Regions from separate parts of the Mus musculus genome. Here region 1 is linked to region 2. A link is a contact called in public promoter capture Hi-C data. All regions are on one chromosome and are shown on one strand. Each heading gives the region's core, a stretch centred on a gene start, on an enhancer-like site or on the middle of the called end of the contact. The rest is flanking DNA. Distances are from core to core; before and after follow the strand shown. Region 1 has its middle 27 kb from the start of Gm32020. Region 2 holds the start of Tmco5 (transmembrane and coiled-coil domains 5).

What was found. Promoter capture Hi-C pulls out the DNA fragments that hold promoters and counts their contacts.
Region 1: a contact with region 2 is called in a promoter capture Hi-C map of hippocampal neurons, with 2.4 times the contacts expected there. The contact joins the enhancer-like site here to the promoter of Tmco5 in region 2. A contact is called at or near these places in 13 of 39 promoter capture datasets (the 3T3-L1 cell line, the C10 cell line, the HPC-7 cell line and 7 more) and 3 of 9 other capture datasets (adipose tissue, liver and macrophages).

The regions. Positions count from the first base shown.
Region 1 is chr2:117,385,975-117,388,674 of GRCm38.p6, reverse strand. No RefSeq gene overlaps it. Among named protein-coding and RNA genes, the nearest start is that of Gm32020, 27 kb to the right of the region's middle. Within about 2 kb of position 1,449, at least 29 of the 459 cell types and tissues checked have an H3K27ac peak or open chromatin away from gene starts, as enhancers often do. A contact at or near this core is called in hippocampal neurons, where this site is marked.
Region 2 is chr2:116,877,214-116,880,034 of GRCm38.p6, reverse strand. Tmco5 (transmembrane and coiled-coil domains 5) reads right to left here and starts at 1,330. Exons shown (of 12, transcript NM_026104.5): 1 at 1,268-1,330; 2 at 717-760. The coding sequence starts at 751. Gm13990 (a long non-coding RNA gene) reads left to right here and starts at 1,388. Exons shown (of 4, transcript XR_374895.4): 1 at 1,388-1,959.

The sequences.
Region 1 (2,700 bases), core at 200-2,699, 510 kb before region 2:
AAAGCAATCTATCTCTATAGAGCTGAATTGAAGTTCTTACATTCGCCCAATTGTCTTTTCTCAAGCCTGGTCTGTATCTGTGCCAGCCTAACAGAGAGTCCAGTGGAGAAAATGGTGCCCTCATTCTCAGGAAGGCCCATGTCATGATGACCATAGTCACTGCTCCACATCTAGGCTGTGCTTCTCCCTCGGGCAGTGGTGCTGATCAGTGACACCCAATAGAATCACTAAGAAACTTCCCACACACAGACCCACCCAGAACAATAATCCAGAACCTGCAGCAACGGGCCCCATGTCTCTCTGTGTTCTAATGTCCCCAGGTGATCCTACCACGCAGCCAGCATTACACAACCACTCTAACACCCACATGAGCCACACACACTACTCTTCAGGGTTCGTGTTCTATAAAATGATGCTTCTCATTCTTTGTGCACCCACAGAGGAGCTGGTGATTCTGCATCTTTATGTGGCTGGGCCTTCAATTCTACAGTAAAACAAGCTTTAGGGATGGGCATGGTGATGTATGCCTTTGACTCCAGCACTAAGGAGGCAAACACAGGAAGACCTCTGTGTGTTCGAGGCTCTACCTGGAAGGTCCAGGCAAGCCAGGGCTACATATTGAGATCCTGTCTCACAAGGAAAGAAAGGGAGACAGGAGAGGGGAGGAGGGATAGGAGGGGAGGAGGGATAGGAGGGGAGGGGAGGGGAGGGGAGGGGAGGGGAGGGGAGGGGAGGGGAGGGGAGGGGAGAGGAGAGGAGAGGAGAGGAGAGGAGAGGAGAGGAGAGGAGAGGAGAGGAGAGGAGAGGAGAGGAGAGGAGAGGAGAGGAGAGAAGAGAAGAGAAGAGAAGAGAAGAGAAGAGAAGAGAAGAGAAGAGAAGAGAAGAGAAGAGAAGAGAAATCTCTGACTGGTACACCTGAATCAGACTTGAACACTATGTAGCGGGGACTACAGCATTTTAAAATCAACACCATTGCCACTTTTTCAATGTCTTAATTCATGCTACAAGAAAACTAAGTAGCTGAACAGAAATAAGAATAAAAACTTTCTTTGGATCCACAGTAGTCCCAAGACGAGTACCATATGCACACTCTAGTTGCAAATGGCAGCTTCTCTGGACTCATTTCCTACCCGTGGGAAGCGAAACAGAAAATAACATCGGTTTGCATTTCAGCAGACAGACTTTTTTCCAGTGGGAATAGTCATGAAAAAGAAAAAAACAACCCTCCAGGCTGAGGTCTCTTGCCTAAAGTTCATATTCCCCCTCACCACCACCACTACCACCACCACCACCCGCCCCGGTTTGCCAGGGGTTGGCTGTGGAATCCCTTACGGCTATTTACACGTAAGAACAGAAGAGACATCTTTGCCAAGGGGCTGCACAAAGGGCTACTGGGAGAACAGCCCTGTGTATCTGTGTGACTCAGATCTCATCCCCAGAACAGCGTGGGCTAACTTTCCAAGCAGTGCTTCCATATGCCATGGGTTTGGTTTGAATCTCTTTTCTCTCCCTGGACAGTAGCTTTGGGGCCTAGGAAACATTATTCCACTCTCTTTACTCCTTCCACCCTCAGGCATCCTCCGCAATGCGTGAACACACAAGCCCAGAAAGGGTTTTATTCATCACAGTGCTTGGCACCTTCAGAGCACTGAGTCCTGGCAGTGGTATTTTCTGGGCCTCCCACATCCCGAGTGAAATGGCAAAACTAGCCTCGTTGTCACTCACCAAAAGAACCTGAGTTACAGCAAGGGGACCAAAACCCTTGCTCCCTTCTGCTGCCTTGTGCGTCTAGCAATTGGGGCTCTCCAAGGAATGCAATAGTCATTGCTCCAGATGTGCACATGTGGATGAGAAAGATCAATTCTGAAATCTGAAGTCAGACAAGGCATAGCTGGTTTTCTCCCACTCCAAGGGAAGGGAAGTGTTCCTTGTGACAACAGTTACTTCCTTTTGAGGCCAGGGAAGTACTTCCTTTTGAGGCCAGGAAAGTAAGAACTAAGGACAAGCAGAGTTCCCCGTGAACCCTCTAAAGGAACCCGGGCTTCCAGGGGCATTGACATTTGGCAGGCAACAAAAGTTGGTGAAGGGAAGTGTTCCAGAGGCTTCAATGTGGATGGCAAGCTGCCTGCTTCCTTTGGAGAAAATGAGTTTGAAATCAAGGCATTCAAGCGTCTGCACAGGTAGTCCCTGAGCTAAGGGCAGCAGAGGAGGTGAACTAACTCTGATCCACGCTTCGTTATGGACCCTACCACTGCAGAGACTGGATGCTAGGAGTGCATCTCTGGCAAAAGCTGATAAAGACAGCACAGTGCAGATAACCCTTGAAGTCCCAGTGTCAGCCCCAAAGAGCTGCTTCCAGAGATGGCGAGTGGGTGGACTTCTGGAGACACAGATTCGGCTTTCTAACTTTAGCCTGAACTTTCGAGTGCCTCTCTGCAGTACCAGGAAAAACATTTGGTGTGAAGGAGGCTAAGAATAGCAGCTCAAATCAGAATGTGGAATCAGAGGAGTTTCAATCAGCCATGTGTTCCCTCCTCCCTGGCCTGGCTGGGTCATAAGCAGCGGTGGGGCAAAAGAGTCAGGGCTGAAAGACTTGAGGTTTAGAAACAGAGTGAGGATGAGGAGGTCTGTTGAGCCTCCCAGGGCTGATGCTAAGCGCTTCACATGGATCAACAGACTAAATACTTGCCCCATGCTAGG
Region 2 (2,821 bases), core at 81-2,580:
GGGACATCTCTAGATAACGATGCCTCTACAGTCTGATTTCAAGAGAATCTTTACTTCCTTAAATAGCCGTGTACTGGAGAGAGCTGTTTCCCATGGCAACCTTTCCCTAAATTGTTCTCAAAACATGCTTATGCAATACACTTTTATTGACTATTTTTATCTAGGCACCTGCTCCATCACTTCTGAGTTAGTCTGACTTTATTCAGAGACAGAAGCTTCTACTCCCATAATAGGGCTTCAATCTTTCCCTCTTCCACTTCTCTTTGACTTTCTGATTATGATGGTTGAGATTCTCATAGGAGGGCCATTTCAGTGAGTACATCTTATATTTCAGGAACATCATTCAAGAGTACAAACATCAGTTTTGGAAAAAAAAATTGTGAACGAGATGATAACTTTAGGAGGAGCACCTAAGTCAAGGGAGGCTCGCACTAAACTTTTTCTAACATGTAAAAGAATTCATTGTCTTTGGAGTTAACTGGGAATAGGGTAGCATGACCCAGGGATTGTGTTTCGGGCAGCATCAAAGTCCTGTCTTGGCAGAGCTAGCTTGTCTGGGAGAATTTACAGTAGTTACCACTTCCTGTAGAAGTGGAGTGCTTTGGAAATGGAAGGAAGGAGGAAGAAGTGACCGGAAGACGAGGGAAGGTCTGAGCATCAGGCCTGCTTCCCTCTTGGTACCTAGACTGCAGCCTTTCATAGTCGCCGCTACTTACTCATAGTCCAGCTGATTTTCCTTCTGTTCTTCCATCGGAGGCCCCTGAAATGTCAGCAGAGATGTGGTTATGAACAGGGGCAATGGATCCATTAATCTCCCAAATAGAAAGTAAATGAACTTGTTTTCTCCCTTCATAGCCCCGGGATGGTCATGACAGACACTCCAGCTCTTTCTGTTCGTCTGACTCTGCATCAGGAAGGGAGGGTGCAGAGATCTGCTGGAAAGAAGTCCAGCAGTTGTCTTGCAAGCAAATGCACCTAGAGGCTGTTTGCCATACTAACGCAATTTGGAAATCTGAACAAAACACTAGAAAGAGACAGAGGTGATCAGTTTTTTTTTAAGTCTCCTTTCTTCATGACCGCTGCTTTCTTAAAGGTCTCAGGGCACAGATATCGGCGTGTCATTGCCCTGGAAAGCCTGGATGTTCCCCAGTCCCCAACCACTGCCAGCTTGGTGGGAAGTTAGTATTAATCAGGGATCAGAAAACCAAGTAGAAAAAGACTCTGTGGCCCTCTCTGCCCTATAACCTCCTCTACAAACTCTACCTCCCTTCTACCGATGTGCTTTGGCTTTCTGATCCTGCCCTAATCAGGAGCTTCTTCTTAAGACTCTCATCTCTTCCCACTGGAACCATCCAATAGAATCTCACAACCTTCCATAGGGTTATGACTCCACAACTGCCACAGGACGGGCAAGCAGCATGTCACCGTGGTGCCATTGGCAACTGGTTCCTGTTATCTTTCCAGTGTTAGAACTTCTGTGGGTGTGTGGACTTTATGGTTAAGTCTGCCCTAAGCATGGACATACTTCAGGGAGTCTGGTTTCTAGGCAGTATAAAGCAACAGTATTCCTTATTATGCCTGTGGCAAACAGCACTTCCTTTGCCCAAGTGGGATGAAGATGGGGAATTTGGTCTTGTGGCCACAGTGATGCCACCATGTGCCCAACTAACAACCCATTCATCCCATGGGAATTGGGAAGTAAAAGTTACCAGTGTCTTCAAGAGGGAGCAGGGCAACCCAAAACACTTATCTTTGTGAGGTGTGTGTGTGTAGGTTGATTTTATTTCATCCAAAGAAAGAATGCGAACATAGGAGCAAGGAAGGACTTTGCAGTTTTAAATCGGATGGTGCAGATAGAGCCACGGAGTTTCCTCGTGTTCGAAAGTAGCGTGCCAATCTGTGAAGCAGCTTCATTCATGGACATGAGAACCTGTGCTGGATAAATGCAGAGACCAGCAGGTAGAGTAATACCATGAAGATCCAGTTTTGCCTGCAGAGGCTTATGGGCACATCCTTGCTATGGTCTGAGTTTCAGAGACTAAGAATCACCCACCAAAGACTAAGAAATTACTAGAGATTTTTGATATTGACAGTAATTCCTGTGATTATCTCGAATTAGCTCCATTATGTCTCCTTTAATGGAAAGTCATTCACATAAAACAAATAATATACATTTTTTTACACCTGAGCACACGTATATGTCAGTGAATTCTCCACAGCTGCTAACTTCTGTATGTGAGTCACAGAAACCTGTCAACTTTCGGGCCTCTACTCAGGACCACAGAGAGGTGATTTGTGAGCCAGACCGACTTCTTAACATACTGAAGTTTCTAGCAAACTATTCGTAAAATTAACCGCCTCTGATGACCCCCATTACCATCTCCTGAAAGAAGGCATTTCATTGCTTTATGAAGCTGTACACAGAAGAGTAATTAACAATTCAGGCCAATGGCTTCTCCCAGGAATTGATGGTAGGGAGAGTTCATTAACCCCAGCTGGTTATAGCTTCGCCAGGAAATGCCCTGGACCAAGGTTATTGCAGCCCTTAATGGATTGGATAGGGACTTTAACTGGGATTAAAATAAAGCCGAGTCTCCTTCCAGGGGAGCCTTTCTCCTTGAGGGGCTACTGAAGCAAGCTGGGTGAGTGGCAGAGCCTCCAGCTTGGGGCCCTGCAGGGATGAAGACAGCAGATTGCTACCAGTGAGAATCATTAAATCAAGGTGGAAACAGGGCCTTGGGGGCAGGTTAAGGTTTTTGATACAAGCCTCTTCCTGCAGACCACAGATGGCTTGATTAACACCCGGTTCAGCATTCTGAGC